Regions from separate parts of the Bos taurus genome. Here region 2 is linked to region 1. Evidence: chromatin contacts called from public Hi-C data. All regions are on one chromosome and are shown on one strand. The core of a region is the stretch at or near the end of the contact, and the rest is flanking DNA. Distances in the headings are between cores, read along the strand shown.

Region 1 (3,466 bases), core at 460-2,959:
TTATGAATCTTTTCACTGAACTTAAAAAAAAAAAAAAAAAAACAACCCTGTGGTATATTAGACTTTAACTTCCCTAGTGGCTCAGATGGTAAAGAATCTGCCTGCAATGCAGGAGACCCAGGTTTGGTCCGTGGATTGGGAAGATCCCCTGGAGAAGGGAATAGCAACCCACTCCAGTATTCTTGCCTGGAGAATCCCACGGACAGAGGAGCCTGGTGGTCTTCAGTCCATAGGGTCACAAAGAGTCAGACACGACTGAGTGAACAACAGCATGGTCAATGTCAGCTCAAGATCAATATGCACTGCCTAATCCTGGCACTGTCCATTCCCCTATGAACCACTTCCCCTGCCCAGTGACACCCAGAATTTCCTAAAGGAGCTAAATTTCTGGAAATAGGGGCACTGGGAAGATGAGTTTTGAAATGAATTATGAAATGAATCTTTATACTCTAGAGAAAGCTAGTTTCTCAAAGGCTCAAAGCTTTATAATATCTAAAGTTATTTCCTACTTTCATTATGCAGAAACCATGAACCAAGGGGTGCACGATGAAAGCAGTATTTTTTTAAAGAGCCCATCACGCCTAGCTAGAGATGAAAGAGTCTTTCTTTTTAAACTCTAGTCCTGAACCCAAGAGCACTTTTTTTTTTAAAGAGACCTGGGGGAACTCGACCAACATGATAACACTGTTGTGAGACTGCCCTGGCAGGAGTCAGACAGATAAGTCCTTCACAGTTCCAAGAGCCCCACTGAAGGGAGATCTGATTGTACAACTCAAAACCCTTCAACAATACTAAACAGTGGACTGGCATGCGTCTGGAAAATATAACTGTTTTTGAAGAATGCTTTCCAAACCACGTAATGCTTTTAAAGCTGTTTATCAGGAGAGCTGGATGAGCAACAGTGGCCTGAAGCAGTGTGTCAGCTGTCACAGGGTCGCATGCCCTGTCCGCGTTCCTGTAAGCCCTCCATCATCCTCGGCTGTCTTACCCTTGGCAGACGACAGATGCCAAAGTTTGGAGACATTTGCTACATAACTTCTACCCGACAAACCTGGCTCCAGGACAGATTTCCATGTCATGTGGGGCTTTTGGCTGAACTCTGCTCGAACCCAGAGGCATATCATTTACAGCAGACACTAACAATAGTTTGGGATCACCTGCTCTTCCACAGGCGGGTTCAGAGCAAGTTCGTGGCCTCTGCACACCTTTTCCAGTGGGGTTTCTGGTACACAAGGGCTGAGAGCCCAGGTGAGTTCATCCACCCAGAATTCCAACCGTGTGACAAGCACAGGTTTGTGGGCCTGAATTTAACTATTTTGTGTGAAGAAAGAGAAGGGGAGAGACAAAAACCCAGCATAGCGTATGACTTTCTGGTCTCACCACCATAGCAAGTGGTCGGCAAGTTTTCAGGGACAGGGAACAAGTAAGAGGTGAAGACATAACCCCCGCATCACTTATGCTTAGCATCCCATATTCAGAGAGGTATATACTGACTCAGATGCCATTTCTGGAGCCCTAATTATACACGTCCCAAGTCAGCTAAGCGCTTTATAAACCTTATGTCATCTAAGGCACATAACCACCCGCCGAGGCAGGCATTATCAGTCCTATTCCATGAGTCAGAGGAATCTCACCCCAGAGATACTGAGGGGGAGAAACTTGCTCTGGGCCACAGCTAAGCAGCAGCAGTGAGATGACTCACGTTCAGGGCTGCCCTCTGACCTTGTGGTACAGACGTGGGAACCAGGCAGGGCTCTGGGAGCCCTTTCTTGATCTCTGCAGATGCTCAGTTTCATCTCACACTGGCCACCACAGCACTCCTTCCCACGTCTTCTCCAGGACTGGGGAAGATCTGAGATTTTATGTTCTTTCCATGTCTCTTTCTGAAACAGGCGCTTCTCTTTGAAGAGAGACCTCTTGCCCTTGGAGTGTCAAGATAAGAAAACTTTCAGCAACTTCCCTTGGAAACTACAAAACACCCATCAGCACCCAGGATCTAAGTACAGTCGCTCACCAGCTGCCAGCCCCTCTGAATAGCTTTTATGGTTCAGTGAGGGGTGGTGACAGGGCCGTGTCACTACCGTGGGGTGTGCTGTTTCTTTCATGTTCCCAGGATCTGACAAGAGCCTTCCACAACCTGTTTCTTTACAACACACGGAATGAGAGATTAAAGACCAGTACCAGACGTAAAGCTGGGGTTGGGACTAGCAACGATCTCTCTCCAGATGCATTCTAAATCTTTCTGGGAAAGAAGGGCTGCTGACCGCCCTAAGCAGATGGTGTTCAAAAGCTGTCATGATGATTAAATGAGATAATACATGTAAAATACATATGACGTAGTAAACATCCACAGGAAAGGTTTAAAAATGTTAACAGTATTTTTATTTATTGATATCACCAAACTTAAAAGACTGTTTTAGCAGAAACAATGTATATGGATTTCAGTAAAACTACATTAATTCAGAGCTACTAGCTGGATGTGGAGGAGAAAAGACATCAAGAAAAGACGAATGAACTAGTGAAAAAAACCTAAATTATAGGATTTCTGATTAACTATGACAGATTGAGTCCAGAGACCCCTTTAAAGTGAAAGCAAAGGGATACAAGTGGCAAGGATCCAAAAGGATAAAGAGAAGGTGTCAACAACATTTTAGAAGCTAAAGAGCAGATGGACAAGTGGTGCTGAGATGTAAGCCCGAGGGAGTAGCAGCCACAAAGCAGTGAGCTAATTAGTGTATTAACCGCTGAATTTCATAAAGACGGAGGTGCACCAAGGAGCTCTGAGTGCTTGGGGCATCAGGGAGGAACAGGGAGGCCTGTCTGTAAGATGGTGAAAACAGGAAAGTTGGGTAGAAGTCTGGATAAGAAGCGGTGAGACCACAGGGCTCTCCCACCCACAGCCAGCCCGCTCCTCCTCAGCAGAAGATGGGCACCAGCAGGTCCCCACCTGATGCTTCATGGTGAGGCCCCGGGCCCCACACAGAGAGCCCCCAGTCTGCAGACTAGCACCTCCTCTCAAGATAGGAGAACACCTTGTCAAGAATCATCAAACATCTGGGAACTGTCTATTCATGAAAGAAAAAGGCCAAAACAAGCAACCGGGAGAAAGAAACTCAGGAGAGAATGAGGGCCTTCACTCTACAGAGGACAGGAGCAGGAGGCAGCTAGGGGAAGGCTTTCCAGAGAAAAAATGTAACTGATCAATTACTAAGTACATTTTTAAACATGGACAGGAGGAATTTTAAAGGAAATCAACCCTGAATACTCACTGCAAGGACTAATGCTGAAGCTGAAGCTCCAATACTTTGGCCACCTGATACAAACAGCCAACTCATTGAAAAAAGACCCTGAAGCTGGAAGAGATTGAAGGCAGAAGGAGAAGGGGATGACAGAGGATGAGATCGCTGGATGGCACCGCCGATGCCATGGACATGAACTCAGGCATCCAGGAGATGGTGGGGGACAG
Region 2 (3,523 bases), core at 709-3,208, 63 kb after region 1:
CGGAGTCTCGCTTTTGCTTGACCAGCCCCATGAGACTGTCTAAAGCTTTACTCCGATTCTCTGACTTTTGAGAGCTGCTTTCTGCTTGACTTCTCTACCTTTCTCAATTAGAATTGTCTCAAAAATAAAACCAGAGTTAATATTTAGCTCACCTGATTGAGTTTCTCTCCTCTCATAAGTTGTGGACCCTCGAGTACTGACTTGGTAACTTTCCAATACCTTCAACAGACTTTTGGGCTTTTTTCTGTCTAGCTTTTCTTGTAGTTCTCAGCTGATTTGGGTCTGCTATAAGCCTGTTAACAATTTCTGGATATAGTCTGTTTTCCAATTATATTTTTATTTAACATGATTGACATTTAAGGATTTTAGAGAGCAGGCCAAGTGCTCTCCTTTTTTAATATAAAAACACTTTTTCATTCATGCTAATAATGTCAATAAATCTCTGATCTGTTTGGAATTTATTCTTATGTAGACTGTGATAACAAATTTAACTTCATATTTTTCCATATCACTATCTGGATAGTCTAATAACATTTTAGAACACCTATATATTCCCCATTGAATTAAAACTGCTTTATATTAAAATCTCATATGCAATGTAGTGGACTTTATACTTCATTTTCTCTTATTTTTTAATCCTTCAGCATGTATCTTCAGAGTCTATCTTAAATTCTTTTGGAATAGGAGTATGCTTAAATGAAATGATATAATTGAAGAAAAACGAGATGCAATTTTTTAAAACCAGAGAGTGGGTTGAAATTCAGATTCAAAAAGAAAAAAGACTGACAAATTCAACAACATAAAGTAAAAAGCTTTTGTATGGTTAAAAAACAATATGCACACCAAAAGCAAAGGAAAAAGACAAGTGAAAAACCTGAGAAAGAATATTTGCAACTTACATCAAAAATAAAACTTCTACAAAGAGCTTCTAAAATTATTAGTGATAAAAGACCAATAAAATTATTTTTAAAATGGACAAGTGATATGACCAGAGAGTTTAGTCCACTAGGTAAAAAATGACCCTTTTCGATAAACATAGGGTTGGGAGAAGAGATGAAACAAACAGAAGAGTCAGAGGAGAACCAGAAAGGACATGGTCAAGAACAGGGCAGTCCATAGTATCGAACATGGCAGAGGGCCTTCCAGAGATAGGACAGGAAAGAGTACCACCGCACTTGGTGCCTTGGGAAGTCACTAGTAGCCTACTAAAAAATTTCAGGATAAAACATTTCGGAGATTAAGAGCATCCTCAAGTTTTAATTCAGCCTAACACTCTACAACAACAAAACAACCCCCAAAGAAACATTAAGTAGGTGGCCTAAACTCCCGTAGCCGATAATTAGTAGGTCGTAGATTTGAGCATGCTCATTTTCACAACTGTGACTATCTGGTAGAAAGCATGAAGACCAGAATAGGGGATTATTTTATTTCTCCTGAAAAACGTTCTGCTCCTCATTCACGCACACCTTGCGCATCCACACGGTGAGTGATGATGAAGTGAGCAGGCCCTATTTTCCCCATTTCTCTGACAAAGAAACTGAGGCCAGCAGGCTTCACCATTTTTCTCAGAACCAAACAATAAATACGCTGGGAAAGCCAGGTACCAACATCAGTTCAGCACTCTGTTTTGGTAATACAACTCTGAGCCTCACTTTCTTCTCAGAGAACAGGAAATGAGATCAAAACAAAGGAGATGGCAAAACGCTTTATACCCCAACTTCCTCACTGCAGCCAAACACTGAAGAACCACAGATGATATTGATACATAGAAGACTTTAATACCTCTACTAAGCTGTCAAAACCTTCATGAGAGACACTATCCCCTTTCTGAGTGGCTAACACACTTTGTCTGAACCAAGGAAATATTCTGGCCTTTGAGTAAAATGTAATCTTTATCTGGTACTGCTGTGGGGCCTCCCACAGTGGAGAAAGCTGCTCTGTGGCACACTGGTATGAGTTACTCTGCCACCTTCAGGTCACTCTGGCGAGTCAAAGCACAGGAGACTGGAGGGCAAGAGCCCATCGGGGCTTTTTCTTGCAGTAACTAAATGACTAATCAAATACAGTAGTGTACAAAGTTGATGCTTATTTACTCAAGTAGCAGACAGTTTCCCGTTATAAAATGGACACTGGAGAAGGCAATCTGTGCTCATAAGTTCCTCATAAAAATAGGAAACTGTCCATTCCTACCTTCGCCAGACCCAAAAAAAAAAAAAACCTGCTGAAGTCTTGCAGGAACTTTAGAGTTAAAGAAGAAATACCTGTCCATATGCCATAAGGTCTCAGATGACAAGCAAGTCCCTGGGCCACGTCCTTTCCTTTCTCAGTTTATCCTGCACTAAACCAAACTGTCTGGAATTCATTCTTTAAAGGTTTATTTATGGTACACAGAGACTGTTTATGTGAAGCAGGGTATTTACCCATTTTCCTCTTGGGACCATGTTTAAAAACTACAGGGATATTTCCCTCTCTGGCACTTTCTGAAATACAATTAACAATACTGGATCTTTTTTCCTTTTAACAAATCTGGTTTTTATTTAGGGAGGGGAGGAAAAAAGTAAAGGGTCTGAAGTTTCCCAACAAATTATTTCAAGCCTTTGAGAAGACAGTTTTAGGCTTTTTAAATAGTGTCTTTGTTTGAAATTCCCCCTTACCCCCACCCTCTTGCTCTCTGACCATTAAAATGTGGGTTTTCTTCCAAACTAGATTGCTCAATTAAAGCCCTTCTTTTGTAATACCCCAATGCTTTAAATGGGAAAAGGACTGCTGTAGGCCACCTTGTGAAACCTTTTAAAGGTTCCTGGACTCTTTTGATCTTAAAAAAAAAAAAAAGGCGAAAGAACACATAAACTACCTGGCATTTTCCATATCACTCTGCTGCTCTCTAACATGCAAACTCGGAAGAATAATGGAGAATGGGGGGTGGGGAATGCCCTGCTCTCCTTTCTGCATTTGTGAGATGGAGCTATTATCTCCCCCTTCTTCCATCGCAGAGCAAGGAATCCAATCGAGATAGCACCTGTGAGACTGCTCTGAGTCCTCTGAACAGACACTCTATCTGGCAATAATGTACCCTCACTGTAAACCTGGAGAGACTTCCCTCTGAGACTTCTGACAGCCTCATTTCTGGTCTGGAGTCAAGAGAATCAAGATAATTATTCCTTCAATACCAAAGACCTTTTAGTCAGACTCTCATGATTCCTGCTCTGGGACGGTACTCCATTCTTTTAGCCGTTATCTAGTCATCTCAAAGAGAGGATTGCACTTCCCAAGAGCTGCTCATCAAGGGATATTACTCTGTTAGAAAACTCTTTGAATAAATGACATTATTTTATGGGTCCCAGACTCCATGAGGAGAACTCAAGACACAGTGAAATGGTGACTTCCACAAGCTGAGGATTTAATATTGATGTCCCAATTCCCACCGCCTGGTGTGAGACATTAACGTACCACATTCAGGGTGTCCCCTGCCCACACCTCATAACTTTGGCCTTCAGTATAGTGTCAAATGAAACATTAGACC

What was found. A called contact is a pair of places that touch in the nucleus more often than the background predicts.
Region 2: a Hi-C map of skeletal muscle shows a contact between it and region 1, with 4 times the contacts expected there. The contact joins two enhancer-like sites. A contact is called at or near these places in 2 of 11 Hi-C or Micro-C datasets (liver and skeletal muscle).

Annotation. Positions count from the first base shown.
Region 1 is chr16:41,249,937-41,253,402 of ARS-UCD2.0, forward strand. The region is part of intron 65 of VPS13D (vacuolar protein sorting 13 homolog D); the gene reads right to left. Among named protein-coding and RNA genes, the nearest start is that of DHRS3, 140 kb to the left of the region's middle. Within about 2 kb of position 1,710, at least 31 of the 102 cell types and tissues checked have an H3K27ac peak or open chromatin away from gene starts, as enhancers often do. A contact at or near this core is called in liver and skeletal muscle, where this site is marked.
Region 2 is chr16:41,312,668-41,316,190 of ARS-UCD2.0, forward strand. The region is part of intron 61 of VPS13D (vacuolar protein sorting 13 homolog D); the gene reads right to left. Among named protein-coding and RNA genes, the nearest start is that of TRNAG-CCC, 95 kb to the right of the region's middle. Within about 2 kb of position 1,959, at least 18 of the 102 cell types and tissues checked have an H3K27ac peak or open chromatin away from gene starts, as enhancers often do. A contact at or near this core is called in liver and skeletal muscle, where this site is marked.